Linked DNA regions of Mus musculus: regions 1 and 3 are each linked to region 2. A link is a contact called in public ChIA-PET and HiChIP or PLAC-seq data. All regions are on one chromosome and are shown on one strand. The core of a region is the stretch at or near the end of the contact, and the rest is flanking DNA. Distances in the headings are between cores, read along the strand shown.

Region 1 (4,013 bases), core at 39-2,538, 320 kb before region 2:
AAAAATGTATCATCTAGTAATGTTTATAAAAAGCATTATTTTAATGATATTTAACGTATGGTGACATACCTTTCCCAACCCTGATGTTTTCAAAAAGTTTTATGACACTGAAAATTACTTCATATTCATTTATTTAATGCCAGGTCCATATTTATTTAAAGAAAAAGTTACATATTTCAGATGTAGTCATCATGATGTAGGGCTACTTTAACTACTGAATTCACTACAATTGAAAGGGGAGATTGAAAGAGCTAATCTGGGAAGTAAATTGCCAACCGTGCTTCCAGGTCAGAGTCAAGCAGGAACTATGTAGCTTGAACGCACACCAAAAAGTTGTCTCTCTTCCTTAGCAGCTAAAATTCTCTCCTTTTAAGGCAAATAACACACCAGTAAAGAGAATGAAGTTAAGAAACAAAAAAATCAATCTTCCATAGAACATACTTGGCTCCATAGTAGAGAATTAAAGATAAGCATTTAGCAAATTTTATTGAAGAAAAGCAAACGTACTTTATTTTCAAAAACATGTTCTTGAACTTAAAATTAGCTTCACCTAATTACAGCACCTCAATTATTAAAGCGTCTCTCATTTCCTAATCGTTGTCTTTATTAAGGACATTCATTTCACCACTTCACGTCAGCTTCTTACTGTATTTGCCCCCTGTTTACTGCTTGTCAGCAACCAGCAACAGCTCCTCTGACCTCTGAGGTCAGAGACCTTGTTAGTTTTGTTCCCAGTTATAACTAGGGCCCAGAACAGTGCCCGGAGGCTGGCGTGAGCTCCATTAATGTTTGGGAAATTAATAAATGAAATCCCATACCAGACTGAAATGTAGAACCTGGAAGAGGATTACAATAATTGTCCAGTAATACAGGCAAATTAGAAAACATACCATTTCTTAATGAAGAGAACATCTATTCTCAACTGAGCCCCATTCTTTCTGAAAGCACAAAGTGTATTTCTTTTTTTTTTAATTTTGGATGTTTATGGATGTGATGTTGTGCATGTGTAAGCATGAGTTTTATATGTAGGTATCTGTATGATATATGTCCACATGTATGTGTATGTACCTGTCCATGCACTAGAGTTCAAAGGAGGATGTCAGGTATCCTGCTCTATCACTCTTCACTTTATTCTACTGAGTCAAGTTCTCTCATGGAATCTGAGCTAGGCTGGTGACCATCAAGCCCCAGTGATGATCCTGCACCCATCCTCCACAGTGATAGAGCAGTCACACAGTCACACAGTCACACAGTAATACCGGAGTAACACAGTAACACAGCAGTAACACAGCAACATCCTGTGCTTTTCATGTGGGCTCTGGGATCTGCACTCAGTTCCTCATGCTGAGTATCATGTGGGTTATTTTTATCTAAACACAGCTTGGAAGCAAACACAAGAAAAGCTCTCTACTTCCCCTGCAATTTACCTTAGAAGAAAGTGCATTTATAGAGGGAATCTTGTTGTCTTGCTACCAGGATGACAATTGTTGATCACAGAAGAGAGCTTTAAACATGTCCAGACTAGTGAAGGCATCACGGATATCTGGATAACACACTTTACCAGTAAGCCTCTATGTACTATTTACCTAACTTCTGACATAATGCCAGCTCTTATAGACTCAAGACTGTGTCTTTCAATTTCCCCCAAACTTAACTGTCCTTTCTCAAAGATGCTGTATAGAAGTTATCATTCAAATCATAAAACTTGAAATTTATTCATTTCTCAGTAGGCTTCTTCTATATATGCATAAAATATATGTTAATATACTTGCTTATCTTCTCTTATTCTACTTTTCTTACAGGAAGTACCAAGTAAAAACTATGTAGGTCAGAAAGAAATTGATTTTCCCTTTCTACAAAGGGTTAGTTTTCTAGAGAAGATACTTATGAATCCACATTTATCCACTGTATTATTATTTTTATGCCATTAACTAATTTCTAGAAGTTCATTGAGTCATAGATTCCACTGGGAAGCAAGATAATAGTATTTCCTAGATTTTGGCTATAGTTAGCATAATGTACTTAGATTGCCTATTTCATTGCCTGTAATATAATTAGGGTTCAATGTGGGTAGTTATTATTATTAAGTTCTCTATCAAAATAGTCATGACAAACAACTGTAAAAATCTTTCCAAAATTATCATGAAAATGGTAAAAATTCTAAAACCTCTGAAGTTTTATTGAAATTTAGCAATGTTTGATTTCTTTGAAGGCTCAGATATTAGATCTGAGAGCCTAAGACTAACCTAGTTAGTCTCATTGTTAACTTGACTCACCCAGGAAGAAGGAATCTAGGTAAAGAATTGCTTCAGTCAGGTTTCTGAGACAGCTTCTTGATTGCTACTTGATATAGCAGAGCCCAACCCACAGTAAGCAGCGCCATCTCCACAGCAGGGAGTCCTGGGCTGTATTATAAGGCTTGTTGAGAAAGCAGTGTTCATTCATTGTTTCTTGTTCCTGCCTTTATTTCTCTCAATGAGTTGCTGTATTCCTTAGCACAGTGTTTTATCGCAGAAACTTACTAGAAAATGAGAACAGGAATCACGCTTCTCAAAACTTTTAGCAATTATGAACATGATGGGTTTTTTATGACATTTCCATGTTTTTGTATCATTGTCCTTTATTTGTATACACTATCTCACTGGTCACCTTCCTTCCTCTTCTGATTCTCTTTAACCTGAGTCCTGGGAATTTAACCTAGGATCTCATGCTTGCAAGGCAAACACTTTACCAACTGAACTATCAGCCCCTAGCAAATAAATCTGATATCAGATTATCTTAGAACTTTTCAACAATGTAGGATTATGTTTTATATATCAGAGTACTTTAGAAAAGCCAAAAAAAAGGATTTATATCTGTCTTTACTTATTTTATAGGCATGATTTTAAACAAAAATGTTAGAAAATTTTCAGAATGATGACATTCCACCCATCAATCATTTTCCAGGAGGTGTCTTGTATTCTAAGACCATCATTTTCATTCACAGTGAATCTAAATCTCTTCCTTTCGTTGTTTGAATGTCAGGATCTGTCACCTTTCCCATAAACAAAATTGATTCTAGAAAAAAAGAAAAAAATACTTTAGAAATTTCTGGAGGAAAAGATAATTATTTTCTTCATGATTTAACAATCCTTTACTCATTGTTTCTATACTTAAAGTCTGATGTCAGGACCCTTACCTTTGCTGAAAACACTTTGAACATTATTAATCATTTTGGTAGTTTGAGAAGCAAGTAAAACCCTACAACAGTTTTTCATGGAAACTGCCTTAGTCTTGTTTTCCATGAGAGCTTTTCTAAACATAGAACCCAGCCAGGCAATCACAGCATAATATAATGGTGATGAGCACAATGCAGCTTCAAGTATGAAGAATTGGCAGTCATCTTTCTGATGCACAGACTATGAGCCTTGGGGTTAAAAGTGCAGTTCCCCAGACTTCCTTTAGTGCTGAATCAAAGCGCACTTCACTGCTCAAGACAATATTTTCATATTGCTAGTACTTTCAAGTGCTCACCAAAATGATATAGCACTGAACACAAATGCAAACACCTGGTTCCAGGCATTCTATGTTTGGCAGTGATGTGGAACAAAGACCAAGAGGACAGACCAGGAATTAATGATGCATCAGACCTACTCACCTTGCATTTCACCTGGGGAAGGGAAGTAGCTGAGGGTCAGTGACAGAGGCTGCCATAAACCTCTTAATTGCAGGTGTAATGAAGGTTAATTTTGAAAGTGGCAAAATAAATTTTCTTTAAGTTAAGCTGATTAAAGCAGTTAGATAATTTGAAATAACAACAGGAAAGGCCTGTGCTTAGTTAACTTCTTACCATTCAATCAAGTGACAGACACATGAGTTTGCAGAGTGGAAAGGGTTGTATGTGCAGGATGGATATATAGGAGGGGTTAGATAGAGGAAAAGAAAAGAAGAAATATGATAATTGTATAATAATCTCAAAAAAGGGATGCAGATGTAGTCTTAAGCGAGCCAGTAACATAGATACAATCTTCAAA
Region 2 (4,297 bases), core at 479-2,978:
CACTTCAAACTCCACTTCAAAACCAATTAATCCCAGATAATTTCCCTTTTGTTAGTGACTTTTCCCTTACTGTGACGTGTGGTGTTACATTATTCCTGATTTTGCTTCATTTTATGGTACCACAACTCTCCATTTTCTTTAAAAGTCCCCTTCAAACAAGACCATTTTGACTGGTTCTTCTGATCCCAGAAACAGCTTTGCATTAAAAAAAAATTAATATTAATCATGGCAAGCAAAGCACATTCAATATATAGCATATATACTTACAGTACATACTATGTATTTATATTTTAATTTACATAGTAAGCCTGCAGTTCTTTCCATTCAATATAGAAGCATCATTTTTATCATTCATTAACATTAAATAAGAATGAATTAAAACTCACTGATGATGCCAAGAAAAGAAAATATACAAGTGTATGTTTTACTGTCTACACATGGAGTGAAGAAAATGAGAGAAAAGTAAAAACCTGACCCCCCCCCCCAAAGGGTCACTTCTTGTAATGAACATGGTACAATTTCTCCAAGATTCTGCACTTAATTTTCACTTAATGAAAGCATGAATATCTGTAAAGTAAGTTCTGTGAAAGTTTCACCCATAGTTTTTGAAAATGGTAAGAAAATAGAAATGAAAAGGACTATTCTCTTAATGGCAACACTGAGCTATTCCTAAATATTATCTATCCTTTAAAAATGGCGTGTGGAAAGTGAGTGTTATCATTCAGTAGACCCCAGAAAAAGGGGTAAAGATCTAAGCTAAAGCGATCCTTCCTGTTTTACAGAACATTAGAGAGGATGCTTTGGCAAAGCTTCCACTCCACGTCAACAAACCAACTCTCTGCACCTCACAACCGTTTCTGACAAACAGGCACACTACTTTGCAACTTCTTCTATCTGCTTCCAGTACTACCACCCACCTCCCCACTCTTTCTTCCTAAGCCGACAACTCTGGTCAGAAACTGGACTTTCGGAGGACTAGACTCTGAAGATCTGTGTGACCTTGGGCACGTCATTTGCTTCTACAGTAGTCTCATTAGCATCCCAAAGTGAAAGCGCTTCGAGGGCACTTGAGAAGTATACATCCATCTGACGTATTGGAGTCAAGAGGCACAAACCTTCCGAGTTAAGAATCACCTCCTCAGAGAGGAAATTGGAACTGAGTCGGAACTGTCAACACTGTCTCTCTTCTTCCCTCAAAGGGCATAACCCCAGCCACACCGGGAGGCGACTCCCGGGCACCCACGCTCCCTCCAGGCCTAGCCAAGCTTTAGCCTCACCTGCCCGGGACCTCACCCCACCACATCCGCCCCCTCGGTCAGTGGAGACCCGGGAGGCCGACCTCACCCTTCCCCTCCACCCAAACCCACAGCGGACTTCCTGGAGGCGCCGGGCCGGGCTGGGCAGGAGGCATTTACAAACCCAGCTTTCCGCAGCTCGCGTAGAGACCTCGCTGACGCCCACAAGGCCCGGCTCCCCACCCGTCCGCCCCGCCGGCCAGAGCCTAGCCTCAGCACCTCCGCCTCGGTCCCCGCCTGACCCCAGGCCGCTCTGGCTGCCCACGGAGCCGTGCGGACCCGAACCGAGAAACCTCGCCTTACCGGCAACTGAGGCACGGACTTCACTTCCCACCTTTGGAGCCCTCTTCAACTCCCGGATCAATTCACTCCGGCGACGCCGGAAGGACCCGAAAGGAACCAGGCGTTGTCCGGAATCCTGCCCAGCAGGAGTCGCGCAAGGCCCGATGGGGATTTGTAGTTCCGCCCTCCATTTCCGTTAGCACTTCCTGCAATAGTAAGACTACATTTCCCAGAAGGCTGTGCGAGAACGCCTTAGGCAATAGGTGGGGACACTTCTAGCAAATCAGAAGAGAGTTCCCTGTCTTTGAGGGAGGGGAGGAGATGAAGAGAGAGCGCGCCCAGAAACGAGGGAGGGCGGGGCCGAGTCTCACCTGCACCAATCAGAATGAGAAGATAGCCCACAACGCCACGCCCACCGATGGGAGGTGCCCTCGGATGGGTGTAAAGAAAAGGGCGGGGGGCCAGAGGTAGCAAGCGACAGGAGGCTGGGCTGAGTCCATGGGTAGGCGGGGAGGAAGGCTCTAGGGGCTAGACCGGTGGGCTCCGCCTACTCCGAAGCAACAGTACCCCCATACCCCCAAAGGACAGCCCACTCCCGTGTTCACTGGACCAGCCGGCTAAAAGAGCTAAGCAGGACCTGAGGAAGGGCCAGGTGCGATGCCAGAGGGGAGAAAGTCCGAAATGAAGGGGTCAGAGCACCAGGAACTAAGAGACCTCGGGTACCGCTCTGCGCCTAGGCTGCGCAGATGGCAGTGGGAGGAGCCGCAGCCCGAGCTTCGGCCAATTAGAGGCGGGGAAGGCGGAGCTTGAATCTCAGAAGAAGCTTCAGCTCAGCCTAGTCTGTAGTTTCCCTGGAGAGAGGCAAGAGCAGCATCCGGAGCAGTCTCAGCCTGCCCAGCATCCTCTCCAGCATCCCGAGCGGGGATTGCAGGTGTGAAGGAGGTAAGCGTGGGCGCCACTTGCGGGCTACAGCACAGCAACCTGGGGAGGAAGGCATCTGACAATAGGAACGCCTGGATACTGGAGGAAAGAGTGCTATGTTGACTTAGGATCGCGGTGCAAACCTTTTCAGTACAATTACGTACAATTACAGACTTTGGTAGAGAGAGAGAAAAAAAACAAAAAACAAAAGGTAACTCTGCCTGGGATATTAAGGGCGTGGTTAAGGATTTTGTTTTGAGTTGCACCATTAAAACTGGTCTGGGAGATCACAAGATTGAAGAAAGCCCTGCTAATTGAGTACCAGGTGGATGGTGTCAAGCTAGATGCGTAGCTGTTAAAAAGGCAAAATTGGCATTGATAGAGAACCACTTTGTAACTGTTTCACTAAGAAAATAACTTTGTCCTCTTCAGTGCCTGACGCTTGTGTTAGTTTATCAGATTGTCCTGCCACGGACAGTCTATCCAAGATAACCGGTTGTATTGCAGGGTCTTTGGATTGCAAAAGATATGGGTTAAAGAAGCAAATAATAAGATAGGATGGGTTCCGGCTAAACCTATCCTAAGTATAACTTTTACCAGCATTAATGAGAAAATAAATTGAAATGGGTGGGTATTTGGCTTTTCCTTCCTGCTGGCGCTGGAATATTGAAACAAAGACCTGGGTTTAGCCTACAACGGGAACATATGGTGTACTTCCTCGCTGCTTCTTATTCTCTCATTTGTGTCCGGTAACGTTTGTTCGTGTTTTAAAAACAGGAGTACAAGGGAACTGTGTGGAGGAGCTTTCCTCTATTGAAGAGAGTATGTGTAAAATGATAACCTTTAGTATTTTATAATGGGCTCTCATTTTAGAGGTATATAGTATCACACAATAATAGTTCATTCTCATTGTGTGTATACTCTTTTGAATGCTAGTAATACATACGGGTGGAATTATGTTGTAATACTTGTTATGTTAGGTAGTCAATCCTACCTTTGCACCTATGACAGATTACAGCCTTTTGGGTTGGAAAAGTACTAAAATTCTACGTGCTTAGTTCATTTTTTTGTTGTGAAATAGTGTCCCAGATTATATGCCTGTTAGTCATGTAGCATATTGCAGCATACTCTGCTCTGAAATGGCTTTCTTGTGACAGTTGACTATTCCATAGGGTGCCAGAATACTTGAGATTGTTTAAAGAGGGGTCAATAAGATCCAGAAATCACCTTCTATTTTCTTCTTTTGTCATACTATTCTGGTTTACTGCAAGATTTTGAATTTTGTTTTTGCAGTGCACACAAGATGCCTTCTAAAACTAAAGTGGCTCAAAGGTATTCTCTCCATTACTTAAGGTTCAGTCCTACTAAGTGCAGATACTGATGAGAGATGCCCACTACTAAATTAATTAAATCCTTTTCTCCCACATTCTAATACACCAAAGACCTGGGCACACAGAGAAATCTTAAAAAATAAATAAATAAGCAAAACCAAGAAATATCTAGGCTTAGATTAAGCAGATCATGTAAGTATTCGAAAAAAGCTATAGAAGCCACTAAACTTAGCAGTGACAGTAAGGATGGATGTTATCTTTGGTATACTACTAGAAACCTATTAATTGGCATAGCCATCTGGCTATGTGATCTCCAGAAAATGCTTTTGGGAGAGAAAATGTGATCTGGTGGTTTAATAAAACTTGGAAAAGGTTGTCCTTGCCCTTGTTATGTGTGATGGTAGGTGCATGGTCCTGAGTCCGTCTTAGATGTTCAGGCTCTTTGCTGATTCACTTGGAAACTGAATA
Region 3 (4,217 bases), core at 837-3,336, 370 kb after region 2:
AATCAGGTAAAAATGCTTATGACTAATCCTGCACCAAAGAAATTCAAGCAGCTTTTCCCAAATATTAATAATGCACGAATAATTTCCTAAAAGGTTTATGTTCTTTGCCATGTTGAGCACAAGAGAGAACCAACACAAGGTTATGATTAAAACTGCTCAGTTAACACACCCAGTAAGAAAAATGTGGCTTTTGTAATGGTTCCACTTTCCGAGTGACCATTTTTGGAGTTCTGAAAAGACATATTATTATTAAATACATCAACTTTGTGCAGGATAAAAGTGTTTACAACTGATCTGTCCTTTGTTCTTTTCTCCCACACTGAACATTGCACTGCAATGCTGAGTCAGTACAGACATTCAAACCATTGAGAGATGCTTTATTTCTGTCTTCATCTAGCTTTTGCCATCATTTTGCTGAAATTAAAATGGGAATCAGATCCATAAGTCAAATCAGCAATGAGGGATAAGAAGGCCTATTGACTCACTATTTGTTCTGTAAATAAAATGTAGAACAAACTTTAAGATCTACCAGAAGTTCTAGTTCTTTGAAGATAAACTATCAAGACCTTACTTCTTTAAACTCTCTATGCCTTCTAAATGTATATGTAGTCATGAACTAGTGCCTCGATTTCATACTGTATCGTTTACGATTCTAACATTGCTATCACTGATTGCCTTTTTTGTTTGTTTTTGCATCAAGTTTTTAGAAGAAAGAGAAAGACCAAAGTTTTCTAACAAGGACAGTTAAGTGTCACAGCCAGGGGAAAGAACATCACATCTGACCTACATTTACACAGCATGAGAACCAATGTTTCTGGTAACCGCCTTTCTTATTTCCAATGATGTAAAGTAATTAATACAGCTGCGAGGAATCTTCACTAAGCCTTGAAAAAACAAGATATCATACAGCTTTCAACATAAAGTCAAATGCAACAGAATTATTTAGACACAGAGACCAGAAATCATCCAGAAACAGAAGGTTTATTTTTTTAACCCAGATACTTAAATTGACCAGAATATTCCATTTCCTCAGTGGTCTACTGAATTGAGTTTTGTTGCTTTGATGTTCAAAAATCTCTAAGTAAAATGAATTAATGACAGGAACAGCAGGCATTCAAAGATTGCTCCAAAATATGCAGCAGGAGACAGCATGTATTATGATATGCTAAGCTGACTTTCCTTAGGGAGATCTTAAGAGGGTTTTTAGAGATTTATGGCATCTCTATTTTACTTCACAAGCCATTCTCACTTAAAATCATTCCATCTAATGGTCGGTGTTCAAGCACTCAAGGGCAACTATAAAGCTCTGGAAAGTAAAGATGAGCTTCCTAACTCACTGGGCATTCCTAAGGTAGAAGCCGATTGCTTTGTTTTTCCTCAGTTGAAGTTTATGAACGATAAGTGGTAGGTGAAGGTGACTGATGTCTCTGTCTATGATGTGATATGTACAGGGCTGGTGCTATTTTAGTATTTAGAACTCTAGAAAAATAGACAGTGGTATAGGCTATGTGGATAGGAAGCATTAGATAGGCTGAAGATTATATTATGGATATGTTAATATATACATTATAATTATATATGTTATTGATATATATTGTATAATACACACATGTGTATATATATATATATATATATATATATATATATATGTATAGACACACACACACACACACATATATATATGTACTCGGAAAGCATGTATTCCTTTGCCTTCTTGAGCTTTGCATTCACACCATGGCTGAGTAAAATCTCTGCAGCAATATGTCTTGCCAAACACAAACTCAAAGATGTACTAAAAAAAAAGTACACACAGACACTCAAAATGAATTACTATTATTACTATTCTCTTCCAATAATTCAGTTAACCAACTTGTCAGCTTTTCCACTCATGGAAACTACCTTAGGGTGACAGAAGCTTCTAAGATGTCCAGGGTCCCTCCCTAAGATGATGGAGCTAGTAGTCACCTGGAGCGGAGGCAGCCGCTAGGGAAAGCCTAGCTGTCTAAAGGACCCTCTCTATCTAGCTGCCTGCCTGCAAATGGCACAGAGAACCTCAAGGCTGAAACTTTTGTGACTCATCGCTAGCCTTGCGGCAGGGTTTTCACTGATGTAGTTGTTTTTTTTTAGTTGCTCCTATTCTTGTAGCAGCTCCTCGTGTATACTCCTGTATGCAGCTCCTCACACATACTGCTGTAAGTAGCTCCTCGGACATACTGCAGTAAGTAGTTCTTCATGCATACTCCCATAAGTAGCTCTCCATGCATGAGCTTGTAAGCAGATCCTCACACAGACTCCTGTAAGTTACTCTAATAAGCTCATTGGTTCACAAGTTTGACTTAGAATTGTTTGTTACTTAGAATTGGTCTGTTGTGGTTTCCTATCTGGGGTGTGAAGGACATGCGTGTAACCTGTCTCCCCAGGAAATGTCTCATGCTACAGTTGGTTTTGTTAGAGTTTTGAGGTTTTTGAGGATGGATCTTCTTATGTAGCTTAAATTGGACTCCCAATCACAGTCTCCTGCCACAAGAAGATTCCTGTGCCAAGAAAGTAGCTGTACTCCTCCTTGGCAGTACCTACTTTTGTAATTTTAGTCATAGATTTTATGAGTCTTATTTTTTTCTTTTGACCTATAATGTCAGGAGTAATTCATTGTGCAACTCATAGTAGACATTCAGTGAATTTCAACTGAATTAGAGTAAGATAAGAGCAGGGTCTAAACACTGTTATCCTCAGGGGGCACGAGAGACTAAAGAATAAGGACTGCCACATTCTCAAGAGAGGTAGTCACTGTGATACATTCTGATGGGAGGTGAAAACTGGATCAAAAGGAAACTAAGACAACATCACAGCAGGCAGGGGCTGCCCTGAGATGAGACTGGGCAGGCACTGTCTAGTGAGCCAGGCCAGTGACCCAGTTGAACTTGATGGCCAAAAGAAAATGCTGACTTCATTTGATTTTGCTCCCAAATGAGTCAAGAAGGTGGGAACCCCGGGAAACCATGGGGAGGAGTAGGAAGAGGTCATCATTGGATGGTGTGGAAGTTTAATTAAAAAATTCCTTCCTCTGAATGTTTTGTTGACTTTGTGGACCTGCTGTGACCAGTAGGTCCTCCTACAGAACACTTATGGCTTTATTTTCAGAGCCTGGGATGCCTGTACAATGCCACACTTATAATCAACAGGGGGAGGCTAAAGTGGAACACAGCAAGTTTCTGCTCTCTAAAGTTGGAAGAAGAGAGTAAGAATAAGGCCAATGTCATGGTCAGCCATGAAGTTGGAATTTTATATAGGATAAGACCCCCTGTTACTACTGCAGTGAAATTCAACTGTGGTCCCTGTGTTGTCACTTTTCTCCTTGCTGTAACAAGATACCAGACAAGTTCAACTTAAGAATGGAAGGGTTCACTATGCCGGGGCCCAGCAAACACAGAAGTGGATGCTCACAGTCAGCTAATGGATGGATCATAGGGCTCCCAATGGAGGAGCTAGAGAAAGTAGCCAAGGAGCTAAAGGGATCTGCAACCCTATAGGTGGAACAACATTATGAGCTAACCAGTACCCCGGAGCTCTTGACTCTAGCTGCATATATATCAAAAGATGGCCTAGTCGGCCATCACTGGAAAGAGAGGCCCATTGGACTTGCAAACTTTATATGCCCCAGTACAGGGGAATACCAGGGCCAAAAAGGGGGAGTGGGTGGGCAGGGGAGTGGGGGTGGGTGGATATGGGGGACTTTTGGTATAGCATTGGAAATGTAAATGAGTTAAATACCTAATAAAAAATGGAAAAAAAAAAAAAAAAGAATGGAAGGGTTCAATGTGGCACAGTGTTTGAGGGAAGAGATGGTCATGGCCCAGGAGTGCGAGACAACAGCAGCTGGTCACATTGTGTGTGTAGTCCAGAAGAAAGAAGAGGGGGATGAATGCTGGTACTTACTGCACTTGTTTTCGCCTTTTTATTCAGCCCAAGGCACCAGCCCATAGGATGGCACTGTTGTCACACTTCAACTAAGCCAACCTAGATACCCTTTCACACACAGGACCAAATGAGGCAATATTGACCATCACCCTGGCCCTTTACAATCTTTGGAAAGAAAACTACTTTAAAGACCAGAGTTCTGGTTCAGCCCTACATTGCAGGATACAAAGCAGAGCTTCCCTGTGGAACAGGGAAGCAAATTTTATGGATGCTGCTTCCTAAGGCACTAGATATCAAAT

What was found. ChIA-PET counts read pairs in DNA pulled down with a chosen protein or histone mark. HiChIP or PLAC-seq counts read pairs in DNA pulled down with a chosen protein or histone mark.
Region 1: an H3K27ac HiChIP or PLAC-seq map of regulatory T cell precursor shows a contact between it and region 2, with 3 times the contacts expected there. The contact joins the enhancer-like site here to the promoter of Pdcd10 in region 2. A contact is called at or near these places in 4 of 39 promoter capture datasets (cranial neural crest, maxillary cranial neural crest, pre-B cells and 1 more) and 3 of 115 datasets of contacts at active chromatin or transcription factors (bone marrow-derived macrophages, embryonic stem cells and regulatory T cell precursor).
Region 3: a contact with region 2 is called in an RNA polymerase II ChIA-PET map of memory CD8 T cells, with 16 read pairs. The contact joins the enhancer-like site here to the promoter of Pdcd10 in region 2. A contact is called at or near these places in 4 of 39 promoter capture datasets (the C10 cell line, the HPC-7 cell line, cranial neural crest and 1 more), 5 of 115 datasets of contacts at active chromatin or transcription factors (effector CD8 T cells, epiblast stem cells, hepatocytes and 2 more) and 1 of 9 other capture datasets (adipose tissue).

The regions. Positions count from the first base shown.
Region 1 is chr3:75,239,528-75,243,540 of GRCm38.p6, forward strand. Serpini2 (serine (or cysteine) peptidase inhibitor, clade I, member 2) reads right to left here. Exons shown (of 9, transcript NM_026460.3): 9 at 2,830-3,057. The coding sequence ends at 2,981. Among named protein-coding and RNA genes, the nearest start is that of Serpini2, 29 kb to the right of the region's middle. Within about 2 kb of position 1,289, at least 8 of the 459 cell types and tissues checked have an H3K27ac peak or open chromatin away from gene starts, as enhancers often do. A contact at or near this core is called in regulatory T cell precursor, where this site is marked.
Region 2 is chr3:75,555,124-75,559,420 of GRCm38.p6, forward strand. Pdcd10 (programmed cell death 10) reads right to left here and starts at 1,729. Exons shown (of 8, transcript NM_019745.4): 1 at 1,599-1,729. Serpini1 (serine (or cysteine) peptidase inhibitor, clade I, member 1) reads left to right here and starts at 2,370. Exons shown (of 9, transcript NM_009250.3): 1 at 2,370-2,519.
Region 3 is chr3:75,927,960-75,932,176 of GRCm38.p6, forward strand. The region is part of intron 1 of Golim4 (golgi integral membrane protein 4); the gene reads right to left. Among named protein-coding and RNA genes, the nearest start is that of Golim4, 27 kb to the right of the region's middle. Within about 2 kb of position 2,087, at least 37 of the 459 cell types and tissues checked have an H3K27ac peak or open chromatin away from gene starts, as enhancers often do. A contact at or near this core is called in effector CD8 T cells, memory CD8 T cells and pancreatic cancer cells, where this site is marked.